4 separate regions of the Mus musculus genome follow, and regions 1, 3 and 4 are each linked to region 2. Evidence: chromatin contacts called from public HiChIP or PLAC-seq data. All regions are on one chromosome and are shown on one strand. The core of a region is the stretch at or near the end of the contact, and the rest is flanking DNA. Distances in the headings are between cores, read along the strand shown.

Region 1 (2,700 bases), core at 162-2,661, 460 kb before region 2:
CTGGGAGGCAACAAAAGACAATAGCAATAGCCTTTATTGCTTTGTTTTGGGAGTCTTGTAGTCTTTCCCACAGGGGAGCCCCTAAATTGATTTTTCAGTAGCAAGTGGTCAGCCCTGAAATCATGTACATGCAACAATGAATGGGTTCAGCTGGCTGTATTTATATATTTATATATATATATATGTATTTGCATATAACCATTAGGGAAGAGGAGTCCAGGAATTTGGGGGGAGAAATAAAGGCATGGGGGGAGGGGAGAAAAAAAGGGAATGGAGGAAAGTTATCTAAATTTTTAAATTAAAAACTGAAACAAACAAAACAGCCCAGGAATGAAGACTCTCACTTATAATCCTGGCACTGAAGACATGTTAACAGCGAACCCCTGGGGCCTGGTGGCCATCCAACCTAACTTAGTTGGTAAGTTCTGGGGAAGTTAGAAGCCAATCGTTCACATTTAAACAAAGAGGACTGGAGAGATGGCTTAGCAGTGAAGAGCACTGGCTGCTCTGCCAGAGAACCAGGGTTCAATTCCCAGCACCCACATGGCAGCTCACAGCTGTCTGTAACTCCAACTCCGGGAGATCTGACAACTTCACACAGACACACGAGCAAGAGAACCAACAATGCACACAAAAATAAATAAAATCATTTAAACAAAGAAATGGTGGAAAGCTGATAGGGAATGACACTCAGTGTCCTTTGGTCCTATGTATGTATACATGTCTGTGCATGCACACATGTGGGAGTGTGTGCATACATGTAAAAAGAATAAGAAAATTTCCTCGGTGATTCAAAGGGCAGCTACTCTTGCAGCAGACACACTGACATGAAGGAAGTCTCCGTGCTCCCTTCTGTGAGCACCTGGGCACACAGCCCTCTGTTAGCTAGGACGAAAACCAAGTTTGGCGTCGGTAACTTTGGCTATCACACAGCCTATGCATTTGTAGAGCATTTAGCTTATTGACCTAAATGTTCTCATCTTTAGGGAGGAAAAAGTAGCTTAATTAATTCACAATAAAAATCCTCCATTTCATAGAAGATAAACCTAATATAACTCAAACAGAATTGAACGTGTGATAAGATTCAGCCATCAGCATGCAGCAGCCTTAAAAATTACAACATCTGACCTTAATATGTGTGAATCTATCAAGATTCCATTGTCGACATGTATATTTTTTGATATTCTTCTCTGAGCCGAAATCATGTCATTTATATGCAAATGGCCGCATCCTCAGCAGCTGCGGAGTCCCAGCTGAAGCCGAGGGACTTATTTGCACTTAATAAAGCCTCATAAATAGGTTTTGCTTCTAAGTGGGTGGGGGAGCGGGAGCCCGGTAGCCCTTTACAGTTACAGGCTCCTTTTTGTTTTGAAAGCAGACTGGCCACCTCTAACAGGATGGTTCTCAGTTGCCAAGAAACAAGATCGTCACAACCTCCCCTTCCGGCCTCCGCGGATGGCAAATGTTTGTCTTGTGGTGAGAGCGGTAACTCAGTCCGCACTCCACGACCAGCCGCTGTCCAAGCCTCCAGCGAGGGGTTGGAAGAGTCCAGTTGGGAAGCCCCAGCGGGAGAGCCAAGGGGTGGGGGCATCTGCCCTCGGGAGCAGAGAGTTTCTCTCCGCGAAACTGTAAGCCCTGTATGCGGAACATTGGTTTCCTTGATTGTCCAACCAAACAGTGTGCCGTGCTCAGCATGTAGGTTCCCCCTTTCCAGTCTTCATTTGTGGCACAGGAGACTGAACCCAGGGGCTATGCAGGTGAATAAGCACTCTCTACAGAGCCCACACCAGTCCCCCAGCCCCACCCCTACCCCAAACCCAACTAAAGAAAGAAGAAATGATTATGCGGACTTGGGGCACACAGGCTTCAAATTCTACTTTTTTCTACCAAACCTCCTCACAACCAACCATGCTTGTACTTCCGAGTCACCAGAAACATCTCGTTTCCTGTTTAAGATTTAGGACATGTTTCTTAAAAATGGTAAAAGATAGGCACTGTCTTCCGCTGTTAGATGCACAGCGACCCTGAGATGTCACATGAACGACAGTGACTGGACACAGGGTCATTCGCTTTTGTTTCTAAGGCACCAGCTGCTGGTTTAGTAATAGTGACTTCTTGTCCAGGTAGCAGGCTGCTTCTGAGCTTTACTTCCAGTGTGTAAGCACCTGGCTCAGCAGAGGCGGTTCTACAGTCTGACAAATGTGGACGATCACTGAAGACACTGGTTAACAATACTATCATTACATTGTCACCAGCCTGGCAGGGAGACAAACAGCCTGCCACGTCGACTGATCAGAGGTATTTATAATTGCAAAAAGCATAAAAGTCAGTCTCTCTCTCTCTCTCTGTCTCTCTCTCTGTCTCTCTCCCTTCCTCCCCCCTCCCTCCCTCCTTAAGGGAACTTAGAAGTCTGCCTGGCCTCATAGACAGGGAGGAATCCAGGACATTCTTGTCTTATGTCTCCCGACCTTGGTTTCTTTAATTTGAAAACAGACAGTCTCTCTCTCTCTCTCTCTCTCTCTCTCTCTCTCTCTCTCTCTCTCTCTCTCTCTCTCTCTCTCTCTCTCTCTTTCCCTCCCTCCCTCCCTCCCTCCCTCCTTAAGGGAACTTAGAAGTCTGCCTGGCCTCATAGACAGGGAGGAATCCAGGACATTCTTGTCTTATGTCTCCCGACCTTGGTTTCTTTAATTTGAAAACAGA
Region 2 (2,700 bases), core at 143-2,642:
TGACATACAGGGAGGGATCAATATATTCCCGTTTTAGTACCCCAAAAGGACCTGCTGAGCTCTCCCTAAAATTACCCGCTACAATCTAAAGGGCCATTCCCTGGATATTAAAGGATCCCGATATGGGTTTTTTTGCGTGTTGGTACCCTCCCAAACCGCTCACTTCTTCGAAGAAAGAAGAAATTTTAAATTGGCTGGTTCTTTATCTCAGTCTGACACTCACGGGATGCCTATCCTCGCGGCTCTCCTGTCACAGCAGGGCGCAGCACGAGGCGCTAACACCTGTGCTGCGCTCCGCACGGTCCCAGTCAGAAACATCTGTGCACTCCTCCAAACCGCACAGCCACCTTGGGGGACCGTGTCCTCCCAGTTCACGGTTAGCGAGTAGGGCAACTGTTTGCACCAACACCTAAGCCGTGATACTTGCGGCTTGTCACTCCAGCTGTCTGCACTCCTATCCGGTGCGGGAAGGTGGGACAAATGCCCCAATAAGCCCAACTCTACAAGCGGATTCCTCTAGCAACATCCAAGAGTTTCAAGTTTGTCCCAACCAAGTTCACAAATCGTAGGGAGCCTCTACCATCAGCGGGAGCGCCACAAGGTTAACCCGGGAGCGTCCTTCACAGCGTTTTCGGGACTGACTCCCCGAGCCAGGGCGCGGCCAGCGGGGACCCAGGACTGGCGTTGGCGCGCGAGTCCCGCGGCCGCGGCCTCTGCTACCCATCATGGTCGAGTGCCCACCCACGCTGTCACGCGCCAGGAGCGCAGTGGCCTGCAGCCCCGCACGGGACTAGGAAACCGTGGAGAGGAAGAGCGAAAGCGGGTGTGGGGAACTCCTCCCCGGCGCTGCCCACCCGGGACCGCAGCGGATCCCGGTTCCGCTCAGCGTCAACCCTGCGGGACCAAAGCCAGGTCCCAGCCTCGGGGTCCTGGATGGCCAGAGCAACCCCGCAAAGCAGGCACCGACCCGCACTACGCAGCGTGCACAGCCTCTGATAGGGCGCCAAACCGCACGTACCTCGCAAGCGGTGTGTCCAGGACCGGTCGTCCAACGCGAGGTGGGGGAGTAGCCCAGACGAGTCCCCGCGCCCAGCGCGCGCAGGCGGCCGCGAGCTCAGCAGCCGCAGTTCAACTGCGCCATCCGGACCCCGCCGGGGACTTTCACCTCCTGCCGGGAGCTCGCGGAATCGCGCAGCGAAAGTGGCCTGGAAGGACAGCAGCCCGCTTCTCCCTCTCCACCTCTCTCTCTCTCTCACTGCCAGGGAGGAGGAAAGTGGCGCTCGGCGTCCCCGAAAGCCTGGATCACCCCCATCAGGCCCGTGCGGCGCCCTAACTCGGCCGCGCACACGCGCGGGCGGGGTCGGGCGCGCAGCCACAGCAATCAGCGAAAGGGGGGAAGGGCACCGCGGGCCTCGGGGGCTCGGCCGCCTAGAAACTCCTCCTCCTGCCCCTCCTCTCCTCCTCCTCCACTGCTGATGGATGAGCCTAGAGAGCTTGCTCCAGCCTGTGCTTCCCTTCGGGCAGAGAAGGCTGGAGCTGTAAGGATAGAAAGGAAGTCGGGTGTGTGTGTGTGTGGGGGGGGGGGGGGGGGGTTCGGCCCGAGATGGGATGACAGCTGGGCATCCCCGGCCTGGAAGAAGTGTGGAGTACCCGGGATGTGGCGCGCACTGCGAAGACTCGCTGCCTTTCCCTAGATCCTTCAAACTACCAGGGCCTTAGGAGAAGATAGTTTTATTGGATTCCTGGTTGTTGATATAAAAATTCCTTTAAAAAAAATCTCAGAGAAACCCATTCCCACATCGAAGCCCCATGCACACATTCATTCTGCCCCAGTTTGGTTTTTCTCCAGTTTCGGTTATCTAAAGATATGCTCTTGTGGTGTGGTCAGGGTCTCTTACTTTCTACAGCCTAGCTCAAAGTGCCTTCTCCAGCTGCTGAATTAAAGTGCCTTCTCCAGCTGCTGAATTCCATTCCTACGGTTTCCCCGCGGCCCTCTGAACACAGGATAGGCGAGCACACAGGGTCCTGCCTGCATGAATGTGCTTTGCAAGAGTTGAATGCAGCTACTTCAGTCACCAACACAAATCTGGCACTGTTTACGCTTCACTTTCTATTAAAAGGTGAATTGCCCATTGGGGCTATAGCTCGGTAGTAATGTATTTGCCCAGCATACACAGAGCCCTGAGTTTGAGCCCCAGCACCACATACAACCAAGTACGGCAGAAGAATCACAAGTTCAGAACCAGCCTTGGCCAGAGTAGAGGTCAGAAGACAACTTTCTCCCTTTCCTCAAGTAGGGCCCAAGAATCCATCTTTGGTGCATTTCTTCAGGGTTGGCAGCAAGCACCTTTATCCATGGAATTCTGTCACCAGTTACTTCACGGGAAACTCTACAGGTGCCACAACAGATGGAGTGACTGAAGTGTCTGGTTCAAAGACAAGTTTCCAGTCTTGACAGCTGCTGGATCGTCAGGGAACCTTTGCACAAATGAGTAGCCCAGCTAGACTTTTGTAATTTTAAGTTTTTAAAGCCTATTTTTAATGATGTTTCTTAAACACTTTAACCTCCCTTCTTGCCCACCACCCTCCAGAGAAGTAGGAAAAACCAAAGGATATGGGGAAGTAGACCTGTTTAGAAAGGTTCTTTGGAGCAACTCCCATCTGTGTTGTCTGGAAATCTGTAGTTCAGTTCACAGGTTT
Region 3 (2,700 bases), core at 71-2,570, 430 kb after region 2:
GGCCAGCCTGGAGCTAAGGGACTTAGAAGGAGGCAGAGGACACTTTGGGCAAGGTGTCCAGCACAAAAGCTGGATGCCTCCCCTGAACCCTGTTCCCTTAGGAGCCAGATCCCTAGGCCGACCCTCTGCATCCCTTGTGCGGGCTTCCCTCCGTGCTGCGACTCCAGAACTCTGCCACAAGACCTCGAATCAAGGCTTACCTGGAGACACGGAGGGAGAAGGGGGCCTCCAAAAGTCCTCGAACTCGGAGCAGGGGTCACAAACGCTGCCTTCGCAGCTGTTGGGGGACGCGGAGGCCCTGTCGGGAGCCTCGGTAAGCTGAGAGTCGGGGGACAAACGCTCTCGGGGCTCCATTTTCGACTCGCCTGCACTCACAGCGCCGCCCTCTGCGGAAAAGATTCAGGAGAGAAATAAACCTAAACCTGGCCGAACTGAAGTGGTTCCACCGTGGCGCCCGTGTCCTCCTCTGTCCACTCTGACCCAACCGGGAGCCCTCCCTCCCGAATTCAAGAGCCGACTGCGAGCGCCAGGGGCATCTCTGGCAAGCTCAGCAAATCTGAGCACCGGGAAACAAAAACAAAAACAAAAAAGCACCCGAGGGGCGTTAGGATAGCCTCCCCCGATTCCTAGGAAACGAGGTGGCTTGGAGCAGAGTCGGTGTCCTCGGCAGCTGCCCTACCCGGCCTCTGCGCGCTTCGCACCTGCTCTGCCCGGCGCAGGCACGGTCTCCAGGCGCAGGGAGTAGTCCGGCCCCGGAGAACGCGGCTGGTGATAGCTGTGCGCCTTCTTGCTCTTGACCAGGAATGAGCGCGGCATGGTGGTCAGCCGCTGGACGAATGTTTGGACCCTCGGATACTCTGAGTTCTGAGAGAAGGGGGAAAATTGGGTGGAAACGAGGGTCAGCACCGATGGCGGTTGTGGTAGGTTCCCAGGCCAAGGAAGAGTGTGGGCCAGGGAGGAGAGAGGGAAGCCGCGGGAGGAGGGGCCTGGACCCAGGCGCCACGCTCACCAGGTGGCACTCGGACAGGTGGCACGAATCCCGGCCTCCGCCGCCACTGCAACAGCTCAGTGGTAAAACCTGTCCCCAGGCTCTGGCTCTGGTCCCTTTGCTCTGCCCTGCCCACGCCTCAGCCCCTCCCCTTCCCTACCAAAGCTAGATCATCACTCTCCTGAGAGCAGTAGTCCACAACTGGTCCGTTATCCCAAGTCAACCCTGCAAGCCCACCTGCTCCCTTCTGGGTTGTGGCTCACGCCAGGGATGCGTGGCTTAGTTTAGCCAGTCAGGGGGCATCAGTGTTTGGGACCCGGAAGGGGCTTGGAGCCAAAACCTCCAGGAGCCCCGCGACGAACAGAAGCGAAAGAGGGGCGTACTAGGGACTGGTTTGCCTAGGGACTATGTGCTGCAGTGGCTGGAGCAGAAGTCAGGAAGCCAGAGGCACAGGAAAGTGAGGTGGGAGTGGCAAAGGACCAACACTTGTCCCAGGAGAAACGCCCACTGGAATAGTGGTGTGGCACCGGCCAGGACGGCGACCACTGAGAAACATTCCAGACCTGTAGGCCTTGCTTCAGAAACTAAGTCCCAGAAAGAATTATTTTCTGATCTGCTCACCAAAAATCTTGTCCTAGGGAAGTTGAGTTTAAACTGCGTGCTTACTGGCAAACACGCGGTGCCCAAATTTAATGAGTGCCAACGACTTCGCGGGCCAGCAAGATGAAACCGGAGCGCGCACGAGTGAGCAGTGGCCAGAAGGCCTGGCCAGGAGGCCAGGGTCCCTGAGCATGACCGAGAGCTGGCGTCGCTCTCTTTAACCCCCAATCAGTTCACCTAATCTCGGGTCGAAACCTGAGCCCTGCAGGAGGCGGGGCTGAGACTGCGTCCCAGCTCCTGGCCCGCTCCGGGGGCGACCCTAGGGAGGCCTAGGGTGAAACGAATCCGCCTGCCTCCAAGGTCCAAGGCAATAGAGGCTGAACGGCGGCGGCGGGCTCAAAGACTGGGGCACAGGCCGGCGCACGCCCCGGGTCTTTGGGCTTCGTGCAGTTCAGACTGAGGAACCCGAGCCTCTTCGCCACCCCCCCCCAGGAGCGCGTACAGAACACACCCTGTTGTACCCACTTAAAAGGAGCCCAAGGACTCCTGCTTCAGATTCCCAGTCATAATGTATAGTCACACGCCTTGGTCGGGTTTGGCTCCCAGAACCCAGGCTCCGGCGCTTTAATTTTCCCGCACTCCCTGTCTGTACAGCCAGACGCTCCAACCAGAGGACAATTCTTAAAGCAAGCATGAAGAGCAAGAAAACAGGGCAAGAGTTCTGGAGGCCTCGATGAGGTTCGGTCCTGCGATAGCCAAGAACGGGACCCGTGGGAAGCAGGGCTGTCTGGTCCCGCGCTGGGTCTGCGCGTCAGCACCACGCGGGACAGGGTAGACACAGAGGTGGCGTCCTCGCCCAGGCCACAAACCTACGCTTCGGAGGGCTTTGCTGGGTTCCGGGTAGGAGGGGTAAGGGGATGGCAAGGAGGCCCAGCGCGTGGGAAGGCAACCTCGTGCTGCAGCTGGCGTCCAGGGGGCGGGGCGGCACGCTCCTGGCACAGCGGCCCGCCAGGCTTCCCCTGGTCATCTGAGGCTGGAAATTCGGGAGCTGAAGGCAAGGCGCTCAGAAGGAGGCCTCCAGAAGCCCGCTGCCGCCACATGCCCACCAGATG
Region 4 (2,700 bases), core at 130-2,629, 410 kb before region 2:
TAAATCTTTCACACAATAAACTGAGTGAAATGGTGCTGACACTGAATATTCCTTAATCTCGATTTCTTCTTTGAGAAGAATAACATTTACATGGAAATATAAATCTTTTCCTTTATCAAACTTTGCTCACATGACTCCTTAACAGAATTTTACTGTGCAGTCTTTAATAAAATAATTACTGTGGTAACTAATGATATCTAGTATGGTTCAAATTTAAGAATAAATATCTTCTACCAATCTCTTCTGTATACCCATGTTTCCAGCAGAAGTCTGTTGGTCCCTTCATTACGGTAGCTGCAAAACTCTTCCCACTGTTGATCTCTGAGTACAACCTATTTATTGGTCCCATTTTCTCCAGAATCAGCTTTTGGTCCCCACCTGGGCTGTCACAACACTATTCTATTGCCACTGTTACAGGTATGCTTAGGCAAATAATTTAGGGAAGGGATACAGGCACAGGGCACCACAGCAATTCATGTACTCATGCGTGAATGGATGAATGTCATGCCATTCATTCATGGCAGACTCTGCTAATATATGATGCTATACTTGAAGTTGTCATAATCAAGTAAGTTGTAGGATAGTTGCCATACCTATTTGTATATAAGTTTTCTTAGCTTTGGTGAGAAACAAAAATGAAAATATAATTTATTCTTAGAAGTTAAATTCTCTATTTCATGATTAGAGGGAAACATAACCATTCAAATCATTTTTTCCTTTCTGATCATTCAATTTTAAGTTATAGGAGATATACAGATGAGTTATCTCTCCAATATTACTCTTATTCTATAATTATTAATTTCCAATGAAACTTACTAAATCCAATAAAGTTTCTTTTCCACTGATTGCACAAAATTTCTTGACTGTCTCAAATGTAATATAATACCAAGCCATTAGTCTTCCTGCCTCTGTTAGAAAAGATGGAAAAAGAAACACTTTCCACATTAGCTGATACAACTTGGTTTTTAAGAAATAAGTTTAACAAGCATTTTCTTAACATCTACTTAATGTGCACTGTGTGCTTGTAATGACCCCCAAACATCCCCAAAATGTAGAAAGCACAATGTACAGGACTTACAGTTGGCTGGAGATAACCACAGGAAGACAGAGAACAGAATCCACTGACTGACAATATTTACATGCAAACTTAAGTTGAGAAGAAGTTTACCTAAGAGAATGGTCATTATGGGATGACCTAATAGGAAAATTGAGTTTTAAGTAACATTTTAAACGTGGCTAATATGACTTGCAGACAGGAAGCAAAGCCATTACGACCTTGGAGAGAATCAAGATTTATTTATGAAAACAGGGAAATAAAGAAGGCAGTCTTTACACAGCTTAGAAAGGGTCACGGCTTGACGATCCTGAGCTCCCGTAGCCTGCCTGTCATAAACCTCACCTACAACCTACAAGACTGTGTGTACAGTTCTCAATTACTAAGGTCATAACGTTTTTAGGTAGATGCCTAAAATTTGGCTGTGGTGCCCAATATTTAGTAAATGTTGCTTAATTTTGTAAATTAAGAAATGATGGATGACAAGCTACAGCAGCCTCAAGGAGCTTTAATTCAAAGGAGCTCAAAACTTGGATCTGATTTGTAAGATTAATAATCAGATAATTCTTTAGCAATTTTTAGTTAAATTGGAGTTTCAAAATAAAATGCTTTGAAAATAGAATAACAAGGTGGCTGGGAAGAGGGGATGGGAGAAGCAGTGAGATTGATGGAAGATTTCACTGCAGAGGCCATGGGGTCTAATTAGTACTTGTCTACATCCAAAATATTCCAGTCCTACAAACATACACAGAAAACAGCCAGGAAGAGAGACATGGCATACTGGGTCTCAAGGGAGCCATTGGCATTGATGTATGAACATAGTTTTTCTTGAAGATGAGACTATGTCTGTCATGACAACAGAGTGAGCAGCATTAAGAATGTTATAAAACAGACAGAATTAACTGAGAGCCTGGGAAGGAGCTAGGTCAGCTCGAGTCACTGTCCCAAGCAGGAGCCTGCTGAGTGTGTGCAATGAGAATGCAGTAATGTAGTGTGTCAGAAGGAGCTTCTGAAAGAACAATGTGCAATGTAAACCACAAGAATATTGTTATTTGGGGAATATATTTAAAAATGGTCCTTTTACCATCTGTTTAAAAATTAATATAAAGTATTTCCCTACCCCACAAAATATTTAAAAATTTAAGAAAGCACTTAGTATTTGTTGATTTATTAATCAGAATAAAATTTCTTAGGTAAGAAAAAGTATGCTAGAGAAAAAACTATAAAGATAAGCAATCCAAAGTCAAAGTATGGAACCAAAATGGAGAAAAAAGACAAGTAAACAGAAATGCAAAGTGACTTGCTGCCAATATAGTTATCAATTGATAAATCCAGAGTATTTCAAGGCCATTAAAGCAGAGTTTGCAAATTGTATCTTGGATATTCTAAGTTTCTGGGTTAATATCAGTTTATCAGTTGAGTGCATATCAAGTGTGTTCTTTTGTGATTGGGTTACCTCACTCAGGATGATATCCTAGAATATCCAAGATACAATTTGCAAAACACATGAAACTCAAGAAGAAGGAAGACCAAAGTGTGAATACTTCATTGCTTCTTAGAATGGGGAACAAAATACCCATGGAAGGAGTTACAGAGACAAAGTTGGGAGCTGAGAAGGAAGGAAAGACCATCCAGAGACTGCCCCA

Evidence for each region. HiChIP or PLAC-seq counts read pairs in DNA pulled down with a chosen protein or histone mark.
Region 1: a contact with region 2 is called in an H3K4me3 HiChIP or PLAC-seq map of craniofacial prominence, with 5 times the contacts expected there. The contact joins the enhancer-like site here to the promoter of Tgfbr3 in region 2. A contact is called at or near these places in 2 of 39 promoter capture datasets (the C10 cell line and embryonic stem cells), 1 of 15 datasets of contacts at CTCF or cohesin (large pre-B cells), 1 of 484 Hi-C or Micro-C datasets (pre-B cells), 7 of 115 datasets of contacts at active chromatin or transcription factors (SST interneurons, bone marrow-derived macrophages, craniofacial prominence and 3 more) and 2 of 9 other capture datasets (embryonic stem cells and liver).
Region 3: an HNF4G HiChIP or PLAC-seq map of pancreatic cancer cells shows a contact between it and region 2. The contact joins the promoter of Gfi1 here to the promoter of Tgfbr3 in region 2. A contact is called at or near these places in 4 of 484 Hi-C or Micro-C datasets (CD4 T cells and embryonic stem cells) and 2 of 115 datasets of contacts at active chromatin or transcription factors (memory CD8 T cells and pancreatic cancer cells).
Region 4: a contact with region 2 is called in an H3K27ac HiChIP or PLAC-seq map of large pre-B cells, with 3 times the contacts expected there. The contact joins the enhancer-like site here to the promoter of Tgfbr3 in region 2. A contact is called at or near these places in 1 of 39 promoter capture datasets (cranial neural crest), 1 of 15 datasets of contacts at CTCF or cohesin (large pre-B cells), 1 of 484 Hi-C or Micro-C datasets (embryonic fibroblasts), 12 of 115 datasets of contacts at active chromatin or transcription factors (the 230-238 cell line, DN3 thymocytes, the NIH/3T3 cell line and 8 more) and 2 of 9 other capture datasets (adipose tissue and embryonic stem cells).

The regions. Positions count from the first base shown.
Region 1 is chr5:106,824,065-106,826,764 of GRCm38.p6, forward strand. No RefSeq gene overlaps it. Among named protein-coding and RNA genes, the nearest start is that of Gm33327, 23 kb to the left of the region's middle. Within about 2 kb of position 1,412, at least 126 of the 459 cell types and tissues checked have an H3K27ac peak or open chromatin away from gene starts, as enhancers often do. A contact at or near this core is called in SST interneurons, craniofacial prominence, memory CD8 T cells and 1 more, where this site is marked.
Region 2 is chr5:107,288,237-107,290,936 of GRCm38.p6, forward strand. It overlaps Tgfbr3 (transforming growth factor, beta receptor III), which reads right to left and starts at 1,393. Exons shown (of 17, transcript NM_011578.4): 1 at 1,019-1,393.
Region 3 is chr5:107,723,023-107,725,722 of GRCm38.p6, forward strand. It overlaps Gfi1 (growth factor independent 1 transcription repressor), which reads right to left and starts at 1,321. Exons shown (of 6, transcript NM_010278.2): 1 at 702-1,321; 2 at 201-386. The coding sequence starts at 816. RefSeq lists a promoter at 952-1,340.
Region 4 is chr5:106,880,977-106,883,676 of GRCm38.p6, forward strand. Hfm1 (HFM1, ATP-dependent DNA helicase homolog) reads right to left here. Exons shown (of 40, transcript NM_177873.3): 22 at 817-908. Among named protein-coding and RNA genes, the nearest start is that of Hfm1, 44 kb to the right of the region's middle. Within about 2 kb of position 1,380, at least 6 of the 459 cell types and tissues checked have an H3K27ac peak or open chromatin away from gene starts, as enhancers often do.